2 separate regions of the Zea mays genome follow, and region 1 is linked to region 2. The links are chromatin contacts, called in public Hi-C maps. All regions are on one chromosome and are shown on one strand. The core of a region is the stretch at or near the end of the contact, and the rest is flanking DNA. Distances in the headings are between cores, read along the strand shown. Region 1 holds the start of LOC100274276. Region 2 holds the start of LOC100278883 (Protein LOW PSII ACCUMULATION 2 chloroplastic).

What was found. A called contact is a pair of places that touch in the nucleus more often than the background predicts.
Region 1: a Hi-C map of ear shows a contact between it and region 2, with 2.9 times the contacts expected there. The contact joins the promoter of LOC100274276 here to the promoter of LOC100278883 in region 2. A contact is called at or near these places in 4 of 25 Hi-C or Micro-C datasets (ear, endosperm, leaf and 1 more).

Annotation. Positions count from the first base shown.
Region 1 is chr5:74,831,513-74,835,008 of Zm-B73-REFERENCE-NAM-5.0, forward strand. LOC100274276 reads right to left here and starts at 2,172. Exons shown (of 13, transcript NM_001360566.1): 1 at 1,864-2,172; 2 at 1,332-1,416; 3 at 1,169-1,230; 4 at 724-811; 5 at 506-627. The coding sequence starts at 2,082.
Region 2 is chr5:74,704,178-74,707,765 of Zm-B73-REFERENCE-NAM-5.0, forward strand. It overlaps LOC100278883 (Protein LOW PSII ACCUMULATION 2 chloroplastic), which reads left to right and starts at 1,402. Exons shown (of 3, transcript NM_001152015.1): 1 at 1,402-1,808; 2 at 2,362-2,515; 3 at 3,309-3,537. The coding sequence starts at 1,433. The coding sequence ends at 2,501.

The DNA.
Region 1 (3,496 bases), core at 922-3,421, 130 kb after region 2:
CGACTGCAAGTTGATGAGCTAGTTACAAGTATACAACTAAAATAAATAGACTTCACCATATATTGTGATAGCAGACATTTTATTACTTTACCCATGGCATGTTTTTGCCTTTTTGGATTTAGGTGTCTTTAAGCAGCAAACCTTTGGCTGAGGCAATGATAGGCATCTTCAAAACACCATGTGTTTACATAATTTCCTAAGCAATAGGACTTCTGCATAACGAAGTAAGTATTGACGTCGTAGTCGGCAGTCGCTGATGAGGGGGTGAGTGGGTGGCTGGAGTCTGTGTTCGGTAGTGGTGTTTGCACAACGGGAACTACTCGAACTGATCGAAGAGTATGGAAGGATTTACCGCGCGCGCGTGCGTGCGTGTGTGCAGTGCCTGTGTAGGCCCTTCCTTGCCAGCCCCAGCCATTTTTGGAAAAGTCTAAGGATGATAGGGTACCTTGTACCCGTGGTGCTGAAAACAAAGAAAGCACACATGGAAATAGAAAGAAGGCAGTACCACATCAAATTCTTTTGGGTGTGTGAGCATGTAGACACGTGCATCAGCGTGATGTGGTACCACCTTCGAAGATGCAAGACTGCCATTGTGCTGTATATTTTTCTTGCAGGCTTCTACAGCGGCTACAGTTTAGCAAGTATCTCGAATCAGTCAAATAAAATATAAGTTTTGTACTTCTGTCTATAAAATATCTATAATGCTGAAGCAAAACAATGCACCTTCATTATTGTCAACAGCAGTAACTTCACCAATTCCATCTACCTCAACAGCATACCTAATGGCTCTTAGCCCTGATGCAGCTAATGCCTGCAAAAATCATCAAGACAGGAATCCAAAATGGTAGGATCAGCATTGTTTATACCAGCAGAACATTGATTGTTTACTGAAAGCAGATGAATCAAATTAGTAGCAAATTATTTCAGAAGGAGCAGCAGAAACATATTCTTTCAAACATATATGGGGACATCATATAAACTCATAACTAATCAGAAATTATGTAACAAACTACCGATCATATCCTCATAGAAGAATACAGCATACAGATATTACAGTAGGCACCACTAGAAACATTCAAAGGGGTGAAAAGGTGAAATATTGCACTAATTACCATTTAAATGTAGGGGGTATAAATGTATAATAGTAGAAACCAAAAAAGAAACCCACCTCAAGAACTTTCGGCTCTTTATACTTAGCTTGCGCACTCAATGTAGTGTCTCCTGGTCCTGCTATCACATTTTGCAGTATTTCAGTATTGTCTGTCCAGTCGAAAGGAGTTGAAGTATACTGGCGTACAAGTAAAATATCGTTACTGGTGCGAGCGAAATACCTTTTCTTGATCGGGCAGCATATTCTTCATGTCTTTTCAAAATAAATGATCTCAATACAGCAATGGAAATATCTCTATTGTTAACCTAGCAAGAGAAGCTTTCTCTTAAGATAGCTATAAATTATAACAAAAACACCACTCTGAAGCCATTTTTGCATAAATATTCAAACCATCGGCAGCTAAAGACAACTTCTGGGACCTAAAGTACTGTAAAACTAATAATTGCTGAGCGGAATGTGCTAGAAAAAAAATCACAACACTAAGCGTCTAAATCTCATAGTTCACATAGCAAATTAAGAGCAACATTAGCAACCCTAGTTTGAATTGGAGCTAAACGCTGAGAATATAAAAGGTACCAGATTGCTCTTCGACCACTCCGCTTCTACGCTAAAAGATAAATCTTGCTTGAATAAATCGATGACATCCATTTAAAATACGGAGTATCATTTTGTTCCTAGAAAATGGAATGTAAAAATTCGAAGAACATAAACCTTCCTAGAAAATGGAATGTAAAAATTCGAAGAACACAAACCTGGGTCTTGTTGTAGAAGACTGAGTTGGACTCGTCCAAAAATATTTCCACTTTCCCTTCCCTGATGGTGGTCTGGGGGCCGGCGGCGGCGGCGGAGGGGTCGGACGGGGACGGCGAGGCGGAGGAGAATGCGAGGTGGAGGCGAAGGACTTGATTCGCCGGTTGGTTGATGCGCCGGTTGAGGAGGCCTGACCGCAACAAGCCTAATGAAAGGGTCATCGGTTTACGGCGGCGGAGTACGGCGAGCCGCCGGTGAAGTGGTCCGTAGTGATTTTAGGGGAATTTCAGTGTGTGGGTCTGAGTTTGGTGGGTACGGCTGGGTTTTCTCTGCCCATTTCAGCTTATAGATTATATAATCTAAATTATAATTTAAATTATATAATTTAAATATATTATAATTTATATGTAGCTGTCTTATAGTCTAGATTATATAAATATATATTCATAAGTACAACAGTACTGAAAGCACCTAGAGGGGTGAATAGGTGATCCTGTAAAACTTGAACTTAATACCACAAAAACTTGGTTAAGCGTTAGCACAGTACTGCCAAGTGGCTAGAGAAGAGTCTTAGCGAAACACAATAACCACAAGAGAATCAACACAGGTAGACACAGTGGTTTATCCCGTGGTTCGGCCAAGTACAACACTTGTCTACTTCCACGTTGTGGCGTCCCAACAGACGAGGGTTGCAATCAACCCCTCTCAAGCGGTCCAAAGACCTACTTGAATACCACGGTGTTTGCTTTTCTTTTCTATATCCCGTTCGCAAGGAATCTCCACAACTTGGAGTCTCTCGCCCTTACAGAGATGTTCACAGAGAAGCACGGAGTAAGGGAGGGATTAGCAACTCACACAAGACACAAAGATTACAGCAAATACGCACACAAAAGACCCAGACTTAAGCTCAAAAGACTAGCACACTAGAACGGAGCTCAAATCACTAGAATGTCGAACAAGTGCGCAAGAATGGAGTGTGAGTGATCAAGAGTGCTCAAAGAATGCTTGGTGTTCTCCTCCATGCGCCTAGGGGTCCCTTTTATAGCCCAAGGCAGCTAGGAGCCGTTGAGAGCAATCCGGGAAGGCAATTCTTGCCTTCTGTCGCCTGGCGCACCGGACAGTCCGGTGCACCACCGGACACTGTCCGGTGCGGATTTCCTTCCTTATTTGGCGAAGCCGACCGTTGGCAGCCTTGGAGCCGTTGGCGCACCAGACAATGTCCGGTGCACACCGGACAGTCCGGTGCCCCCTCCCGACCGTTGGCTCGGCCACGTGTCTCGCGCAGATCGCGCAGCCGACCGTTGGCTCACCGGACAGTCCGGTGAATTATAGCCGTACGCCGTTAATTTCTTCTCGAGAGCAGCAAGTTCGCCTGAGCCAGTCTGGCGCACCGGACACTGTCCGGTGCACCACCGGACAGTCCGGTGCACCCAGACAGAGCTGGCTTTGGCTGAAACAAAGCTATCTCTCTCCAATTTGTTTTCTCCTGTTTCCAGCACTTAGACACAATACATTAGTCTCTAAAACAATGTACTAAGTCTGAGAAACATACCTTTGTACTTGATTTGTACTTTGTCCACCATTTGACACTTAGGCACTTGTGTTGGACACTAAATCACCAAAACACTTAGAAAT
Region 2 (3,588 bases), core at 152-2,651:
GTCCGTAGCAACATGACGTTTGATTAGGTGTGGAAAAAACAAAATCTTCGTCCAAATAAATCAGCTCCTAGAGCAAAAAGGGGGGGGGGGGGGGGGGGGGGAATCGGACCAATCTTACATGTTGGATCAGCTCCTAGAAAATTGATTTGTTTATTCAGGAACCGAGGTAGTATTTTACATGGAGAGTGTTATTCAAACATGCGATTTGGTGGGTGGTCAACTCGGTAAACCCTTCCGATCCTATGCTTCTACGATACGTCATTGTTCTTGGCTGAGACTAATTGACTAAATCACCCTAGAGTCAGTCACGTACTCTTTCTCAATTCCCCTCCTCTCCCATGTTGGATATATCCCACAAAAGCGATAAGGGGATATAATAGAACCCAAAAAAAATATTAGTGAGACAAAAGAAACTCACTTTTCTTTTCTTTTTTCATTTGATGAAAGGGGCGCTCTTGTCTTGTGGCCGTACGATGCAGCAGCCCATGGACCGGGCGCATGCACTGCCGCGACAAGCCCAGCCCAACCCCAAAGCGATAAGGGGATCTGGGGGCTGAGGCTGCCGGTGGCGCGCGTCGATTCCGGTGGGGGCCCAAATCTCACTCCCGTCCAACGCCGCGCCGCCACGTCGGCTCGCGACTCGCTTTGGTGCCCCACTCCCCCCCTCGCCGGCGGCGTCACATCGCCACCACTAATCGGGTCGGGCCGGTCGGCCGTCGTGAGTGGCAGCATCCGTGCTTTTTTTTTTGCGTGCTCTGTGCTATATTTTTGCCCCCCCTTGTGTCTGCCACCCATATTGTTGGTACTTCTCCAACACAGATTTTTCTTGCTGCACGAGCTGACACGTCGCGGGTAGTGATCCGAGCACGTCTAGCGTGGCTAGAGAGCTTGTCGCCTTGGCCGTAAGGACACTTGTAAAACATGTACATCATCGAATATTAAAACCACGCATTTTAAACATCATCTTCAGTTAATATCTTTTACAAACAGCGCCTAACTGAGTTTATATGAAAACATGTAATGGCATACTTCAAAACGAAAGGATGTCATCCTATATAGGTTTTGGTCTAAAAAAGAAAAATGAAACATTTTTTATTTCTTTGGATTTTTTTAAAATATATCTGATTTGTCTTCTCAAACTTTTAACTTAGTTTAGCCCATATGATATGGATCACCACATCAGTAAAACCACTATAGGTGAAAAACAATTGTTTTTTAAAAGGCGAGGGATGCCAAAAAAAATTCTTCTGATTTTGGAATTCAACGAGCAAAATGAGACGAGGGAGTTAAATTGGATTTCCTGGATATAAGAATGAAAGGAAGCCATGGCCCACGAAACACGCGTCCATCCCTCTCTCCGGCCCGGCCCACAAACTCACCTCGTCATCTCCCCCTCAAACTGTCGGATAAGCCGCGCGCCGTCGCCGTGGCCATGGCGTCCCTCTCCCCCGCGCTCCTCCCCGGCGCCGGCGTGACCCTCCTCCGAGCGCCGCCCGTGTTCCGCGTCACCGCCTCTTCCTCGAGCTCGGGGAGCAAGAAGGGCAAGAAGCCCAAGAGCGGCAGCAAGGGCAAGGACACCAAGGCGCTGGAGCCTCCAGCGCCCGTGGTCCGCCGCGCGCCGCCGGGAAGCGCCTCCATATTCCAGCAGCAGAAGAATGAGGCGGCGTCCAGGGCCGGGGGCGCCGGTGGGAAGGGGCCCACGGAGGAGGAGCTACGGCAGCGGCAGGCCAACGAGAACGCCTTCCTCCTCGCCTGGCTTGGGCTAGGCATCATCATCCTTGTCGAGGGCATCGCACTCGCCGCCTCCGGTAATATACGTACTAGCAATTTGGTCTCCAACTTACAGTGCTGCACTCACTTTGATTATGGTGGACTGTTGGTGAATTCAGTTTAGAATATGACTGTAGTCTCCCCAATTGAGGAACTTTGTGCGTACATATGACTATATTAACACAAGGGATGGTGCTATTATTCTGTCAACTATTGATGAATTGAACAAAATTGTCATGGTGGTGGCATTGTGGTAGTTTTTTAGCTCACATGGCAGCTTTTTACCTTTCATAAATAGTCACTGGTGGCTTTTTTTACCTTTCATAAATCGCATTATAGTACTCAAGACATGAGAAATCTTCAAATGTAACATATTGGTGCAGCGATCATCGCAACTCTGGAATTGCCAGGTGCAATTCCTGAATCCTGAACCAATGATACATTGAAGTAATCAGCGACATGAATCTGAGTGTAGCATGATGCACAAAACTATCAAAGAAAGCATAAAACTACTAGTTAAGTTGTGAAAGCTTTTGGTACTGCAGAACTGCTGAGCCAAGTAGTCATGTTTTGAACTTGTATGTCATGCAGGTTTTCTGCCAGAGGAATATGACAGCTTCTTTGTTAAGTACCTTTATCCATCGTTCACTCCAACAGTTGTTCTGTTTTTGGCTGGTACGGTTGGGTATGGTGTCCTCAAATACTTTGAAAGCGAGAAAAGCAAAAGCTAGATGACAGCACGAAGGTGAGACTAAATATAATCATCTTGTGAACATCTAGGCTTTACTTCTCCTAATTTTGTTCACACGCTATTCTACAGTTTATGGTATGTTATGCTTCACTAGAAAGTCAAGATTGAATGATTTCACGATAGAGCTGCTGGTGGATAAGGGCATCTCTTACTCTAGACATCACGATAGAAATATTGATTGATGAGTGAATCTCTTACTCTAGACATCACGATAGAAATATTGATTGATGAGTGAATCTCTTACTCCAGCTGGACCATAGGTTATTTAAGTTGCTCTAAACAGTTTTGTTCCTAGCATTTGTTTTAATGCATGTAATGATGCATAAAGATGCTATTGTGGTATCTACAAATTATAAATCCTGCAATGTGGTAATAATGTGCTTCATAATTAGGTTCTGGATGGTACAAGAAGAGTAACACTGAATAGTAATAATGTGCTTCATAATTAGGTTCTGGATGGTACACCTCAAGAGTTTCTTTTAAGGAAAAAGGGGTTCGTAGTCATTGCTAAGTTTTTTTTTTGCAATGCATATTTGTTTTTTCTGGAAGTTTCACATTACAATTATCTAGACTGGTAGATAATACTTCAATATCATTAGTTTTATCATGATGTTAACTTTCATGATAACATTTGTGCACACTAGTAGCTTCTAGAATCTAGGTGTCCAAAAATAATGTTCCATGCAAAGGTTTTCATGTTTTTTTCATAGGTTTATGTCTGTCTCTGCAACTGCCATCCATTCCCTGCCTCTGATGCTGTTACTAACTTTTATCTTCTTTGATGCAGCATGTTTGGAGCAATGATGAGGGTAGAGTTAGCAAATGTGCTTGTTATGTATGAAGTAGCTTAAAGCAGCAGATATGTGCCAGAGAATAGGCTGGTGTTTTTATTTATTTTTCCTTATATCCTGCATCCCAAATTCCTAATTATTCTTTTTTGTTTGTTTGTAAATTAACGATCAATGGATACTTTCCTGAATATGTATTAAGTTGAGTTGTATATTGGTTTTTGGCGATCAATTGGCTTGTTGAGACCATTTTGACCACACAATTTGCATGGTAGATTG